Regions from separate parts of the Ovis aries genome. Here region 1 is linked to region 2. The links are chromatin contacts, called in public Hi-C maps. All regions are on one chromosome and are shown on one strand. Each heading gives the region's core, a stretch centred on a gene start, on an enhancer-like site or on the middle of the called end of the contact. The rest is flanking DNA. Distances are from core to core; before and after follow the strand shown.

What was found. A called contact is a pair of places that touch in the nucleus more often than the background predicts.
Region 1: a Hi-C map of hypothalamus shows a contact between it and region 2, with 4 times the contacts expected there. The contact joins the promoter of GXYLT1 here to the enhancer-like site in region 2. A contact is called at or near these places in 4 of 16 Hi-C or Micro-C datasets (hypothalamus, liver, skin fibroblasts and 1 more).

The regions. Positions count from the first base shown.
Region 1 is chr3:144,830,271-144,833,096 of ARS-UI_Ramb_v3.0, forward strand. It overlaps GXYLT1 (glucoside xylosyltransferase 1), which reads left to right and starts at 1,557. Exons shown (of 7, transcript XM_027967443.2): 1 at 1,557-1,834. The coding sequence starts at 1,614.
Region 2 is chr3:144,367,619-144,370,895 of ARS-UI_Ramb_v3.0, forward strand. The region is part of intron 2 of PRICKLE1 (prickle planar cell polarity protein 1); the gene reads left to right. Among named protein-coding and RNA genes, the nearest start is that of PRICKLE1, 20 kb to the left of the region's middle. Within about 2 kb of position 1,998, at least 8 of the 54 cell types and tissues checked have an H3K27ac peak or open chromatin away from gene starts, as enhancers often do. A contact at or near this core is called in hypothalamus, where this site is marked.

The sequences.
Region 1 (2,826 bases), core at 307-2,806, 460 kb after region 2:
AGGTTCAATCCCTGGGTTGGGAAGATCCCCTGGAGGAGGACTTGGCAATCCACTCCAATATTGCCTGGAGAATCCCATGAACAGAGGAGCCAGGTGGGCTATAATTCATGGGGTCGTAGAGTCCCTCAGGACTGAAGCAATTTAATCCACATATTCTGCAAAGTCATCACTACCATAAGTCTAGTTATCAACCATCACCATACAATTGACTCCCTTCATCTATTTGCCTATCCCCTGCGAGAATTTACTTAAAAGGGAATTGGTTAGTGGTTACCTCATACCGATTTTGGGGACTTAAATATTTAAGTTATGCTTATTATTTTCAGATGTATAGGCAAGAAGTGACCCAGATCAAGTTAAACTCTTATCCTGCAAAATATGCTAAATTAAGCTTTGCTTGTATGACCGGTTTTGTCTGGTCAAGGAATTTTCAAGTCTGGTCTCTGTTTCATTTTGACATTATGAAGTATCTCCTGACCCTGCCCGTAGGTTGGAGAAGGAAATGGTAACCCACTCCAGTATTCTTGCCTGGAGAATTCCATGTACGGAGAAGCCTGGTAGGCTACAGTCCACGGGGTCGCAAAGAGTCGGATACGACTGAGCGACTTCACCTTCACCTATTCTAACGTCTGTATGGTTGTATTGCACTTACAAATATTCACTGTCCCACCCCCATGCCCCAACTAGGGGTTTTTGTGCCCCAAGATACTCACAGTGCTTGGCACAAAGTGATGATCTATAAATGTTCAGTAAATGAATGGCGTGAAAATAGGGCTGAAGAAGAGGGAGAAGAACTGGAAAGCTCTCTTTAGGGAGATATTATTGCAAATGGTGAGTTGTGAGCTGGTTCATAAAGGAGTAAAAGCTTGGAGCTTAGAGTTACAGGAACTTACAACCTCGATGGGAGGCGGAATATGCATCCTCAACAGCATCAGGCATCTGCATTTGATATCTGCGTGAGAACGGCTCGAACCAACTCTATTACAGAATACGAGAGGCTAGGGAAGTCACTGCTGGATGAGGTTGGAGCGGAAAAGCGGCTTAATCAAGTGCCTTCTAAATACAAGGCGTTTTTCGTGCGTTAAGCAATTTAATCTTTATCACCATTCTATGATGAGGATATCATCTCCATTTCAGAGACAAAGACACCCGCTCAGAGAATTTAGGTCGCTCAGCGTCCCAAACTACCGTGTGGCAGAACCATAATTTGAAATTGGGTCAGTTGCCTCCAACGCCCCGCTCCTTTCGCCACACTTCTGCAGCGCAGTTGGGAGTTGCAGGGCTTGGGAGTCGCTCGCCCGGCAGTCCCCAGCTCCCAGAGCTCCGGACACCCCGGCCCACCAGGCGCGCCCCGCCCTCGCGCTCAGTGCGCCGGCGCGTCGGGCCGCCAGCCCTCAGGGAGGGGCCCGCGGCGGAGGCGGGGTCAGGACGCCGGGGCGGGGTGTCGGCGCGCTGGTGAAGGTGGTGGGAAGGGAGCGGAGTGGGGCGGGTGCGAGGCCGTGGCGGAGGAGGAACTTGTTGCGCTCGCGGCTGCGCGGTGCCGCTCCCTCGGTTCCAGTTCGCCCGGGCGGGCGCGGTGACGGCGGCGGCGGCAGCAGCGCTGGGCCAGCGCGATGCGGCGCTACCTGCGCGTCGTGGTGCTGTGCCTGGCCTGCGGCTTCTGCTCGCTTCTCTACGCCTTCAGCCAGCTCGCCGTGTCCCTGGAGGAAGGAGCGGGCGGCGTTGGCGGGAAGCCGCAGGCCGCAGCGGCTTCCTGGCTTGGGGGCGATGGACGCGGAGCCGGGAGAGGGGTGGGCAGCTCGGGCTCTGCGGCGCATCACGGCCGGTCAGACAGGTACGGGCCGTTCTGTCTTGGGGGGCCGGGGGTACGGCGGCACGGGGCTGGGGACTCGGCCTGGCCCGGGCTGCCAGCGAGTCCGCCTAGCGCCTCTCGCCGCCGGGCCCGCATCTCCCGCTCCTTTGCAGCCGACTCTGACCCTCTTGCTCGTTTCCCTCCTCTTCACCCCAGGGGTGAGCTCCGTGCTGCTCTAGCCCGAGAGCACACCACGCGTTTTGCGTTTGTCTTCTAACCTGTTCCTTAGGCACAAATTCAGAGCAGTTAGAAATTAATTTTCAACTCTTGACAGTTGTGTCTTCCTTTTCTTTCTTTCTTAGGATTTGTCGAAAATAAGGGGGGTCCTACAAAAACCTTCTTGCTTGCTGACTAGTGGGAATTCCCTCGTTTCCATGGCGTTCCAGTTGAGATATTTAAACAGCCGCCTGGCGCCCTGGTTCAGCTTTCCGCCTCCCTCCTAAATGAGGCGTCTAAATTTCCTGTTAACGCTTAAATTTTTCATCATTAGCCGATCAGCTAAATCTGGAGAGAGCATTTTCTGCTGATTGTGAGTTTTTCTTTAGGAAACAATCGATCTATTGTGAAACTTAGAGCAAGTTAAGAAAAATAAGCGATACTTAACATACGTCTTTTGTGAGTTGGGATAGAGGTGTCTTTCTTTAAAAAAAGGAATTTAAAAAGCACAGTGACTTAAGTGGATTTACGCAAATCACTGTCAGAGTTGGAATCAGTACGAGGTTTAAATGGAAAAAAGAATGCAACGCATTACGAATGCTTAACAAAATCTGAGCGTTCCCACTTCCTTGAAAAAGAGGCTCCTCCATTTGTGGGCAACTCTTACTCCGAGTACTCTTTTAGTAAGAGGCAAAGGCTGCTTTGATCGGATAAAATATCGGATTGGTAGGGGGAGGGAGCGCAGGCCAGCTATAGACTGTTGAAGGTTCTTCTCAAAAGTTGATGGCCATTCCTAAAATGAAAAGGAACGTTTAGGC
Region 2 (3,277 bases), core at 748-3,247:
CATTCCCCAGGAAGGAAACATGCTTGCCCTCAGTTAGCAAATGAGCCCTCTGATGCAGAGTGAGCAAAAGTGACTTTCACATCAGACCCAGGTCACCCAGATACTGCTGGGGGTTCACTCTCTTGGACCGTAAAAACAAACAAAAGCTCCCATCCCAGGAGCTGGGTCTGAAAAGCCACCAGAACCCCTGCTTGTTTCCAAACACAAGGCCTGAGACTCTGGCATTCCTCTGATTCTCACCACTGGCTTTAACTACAGACTTGGTTTGTACTGGATGGTTTCACACCCCACCCCACCAAGCTGATTCCAGGGATTTTGTTTTTGATCAACTATATAAGTTACAGGGACATTTTCTTTTTCCTATCAGCTTCTTTTTGAACTCTCTTGAAAAAGGAAATAGCCTCTTCATAAAATTCCCTTTTACTGGTCTTTTTTGTTGACTTTGAAACTCATACCAAGTTTATAAGATGGGGAAACCTAAAATTTTTGTATTTCTTTCTTTTCTGATATTGACATGTGCAAAAAATTACCTATTCTTGATGTTTATACTTACTTTTACATTTCAAATAGGCTACATTTTGCTGTACATTTTTCAGTGGCTAGATGAAGGTAGAATTTGACAGGTGATTTGAGGGGATTTGCTTTGATAAACCTAGGAAATTAAAGAGTTTATATTTGCTAAGACAGCTTTGGGGATTAAGGTTAAATTCATACAGACTATTTGCATATTACATTAAATTAGTTATTGTTGACCCTAACATGTAAATGCTTGTGAAAATAATCTCCCCAATATATAAAATAGTTGCTTCAAAATAAAGCTAAATATTTTCTTCTTTGTTTTGACTATATATTTTAAAGTTTCTATAATACGTTTCAAGAAATCACTGAATATGGAACTTAACTTATTAAGGTTGCACATTTGTATTTGGAAAGCCACTGAAATAAATATAAAGGGACTTCTTTAAAGATTTATTTTACTTATGAGTAAACTAGATGTTTTCTAGATAAACATGGGTGCCATTCATAACTGCTTAATTATAATTCTGTGAACTGTTGAAATCAAATCAGTGTCTTGATCAATTGAGCTGTCAGGTGGAATTTTATCAAAAACCCATATACTTCATTCATACTTTAGGACTCCAGTGAATTCTGTCACAAAAAAATCACCTCATACCCCATCTGGAAGGCAGCCATTTCAACGTGGAATATGACAATTGTTTAACAATGCATACTAAAACAAATAATCTATGACTCACAGAAGGAACTGTATCCAATTGAAACTTCCAGGGTAATGCAGGTAGGTGGACATAACCACCCAGGTGTCTTGAAACCATCCCAGTTCCAATTGGCTAATGAGCTCATAAAGCTGAGATCGCTTTGCTGTGTCTCCCTGGCTAGTTTGCTTGTCCATTAGCATGATTCCACCTAACATCATGCTGGGACATTGATTTCATATTGATTCACAAAGGAATACTTTGGGTCACGCAGCGACTGTCTAGTCTACAGCAGGTGTTTCTGTGGGACTCTGATTTCAGAATCTGTGCTGTTCAGCTGCTGACATAATCTTTCAGCTGTACTGGCCAGAGCAGAGTTTCACACAGAGCAGTAGTGCCACACTACTCATGTTAAATATGAACCTTGGTGGGGTTACATGTTTCCATCATCGATCCATCTGCTCTAGGGATTACATCACCACAAAAGAGTTCATTTGTCTTGTTTTGAGGGTCATGTCTGATTGCATAGGTCAGCAAAGAATAATAGATGACTGTTTTTTACTTTGCTTCATGTCTGTGCCTCACTTTTTCTCTACTGCTGCCAAGCAGGACAATAAGTTTCTGCACAGCTGGTACCATAAGAATGACATCCAAGCTGGAAAAGGTGACTGCTATCTATTGAAAACCTGAGTTAACCAGTCTGGAAAGTTAAATATAGACCCTCTCTAAACTGACTTGATCGCAGAGAATTCTGCATCCAGTAGGGAGAAAGGAGTCACTAGATGGCAGTCTTAAACAAACTTGAAATGATGTTTCCTCTCTTAAATCCATTACCTGAAAGCAGTCACTTCTGTTCCAAATGAACGTGCAAATCCAGGGGCATTATAAAGTTTAATATCCCACTATAAAATTTTGCTTTTGATATGGAAAAGTATTCCATATATAAATCTTGCTCAATCTACAGGTTAGTTATCCCAATAAACTCATTGGGATTGACAGTATCATAGCTGAAAATGCATTTAGTTCACCTACCTTGCTGGACGTGATAGCTTACCTCAGTGTACCCTAAATATGCTCAGAGCACTCACATTAGTTTGTTGTTGATGTTGATGTTGTTCAATTGCTAAGTTGTGTCCGACTCTGTGTGACCCCACGGACTGCAGCACGCCAGGCTCCTTTGTTCTCCACCATCTCCCTGAGTTTGCTCAAACATGTCCATTGGCTAGATGATGCTGTCTAACCACCTCATCCTCTGCTGCCCCCTTCCCCCTTTGCTTTCAGTCCTTCCCAGTGTTAGGGTCTTTTCCAGTGATTCCTCTCTTCACATCAGGTGGCCAAAGTATCAGAGCTTCAGCTTCAGCATCAGTCCTTTTAGTAAATATTTAGGTTTGATTTCCTTTAGGACTGACTGGTTTGATCTCCTCACTGTCCAAGGGACTCTCAAGAGTCCTCTAGCACCGCAATTTGAAAGCATCAGTTCTTTAGCACTCATCCTTCATTATGGACCAACTCACATCCATACAGGATTGCTTATAAAACCATAGCTTTCACTACATGAACCTTTATCAGCAAAGTGATTTCTCTGTTTTTCAATACGCAGTCTAGGTTTATCATAGCTTTCCTTCCAAGTGTCTTTTAATTTCATGGCTGCAGTCACTGTCTGAAGTGATTTTGGAGCCCAAGCAAATAAAATCTCTCACTGCTTTCATTTTTCCCCTTCTGTTTGCCACGAAGTAATGGGACCGAATGCCATGAGCATTACAATAGTTTTGAAAATGCACACAGTAGAGTAAAATTGCTTCCCTAGGCTAAGATGAGCTTCTTGAAAATACTCCTTAACTGTCATTTCACTTTTTCTGTAAGTATATTTTCCACCTTACTCTGTTGTAAGGTTAGTAGTATTAGGTTGATGGAAAAACAATAGCAGTTTCTGACCCTGAGTTTTAAATCATTATAACTAGGCTCAAACACATCTTTATTAGTCAAAATAGGAACCATTACAATCAATACATTTTTCCCAACGAGAAATAAGTTTATTTATTTCTGTAGCATAAAAATCCGTG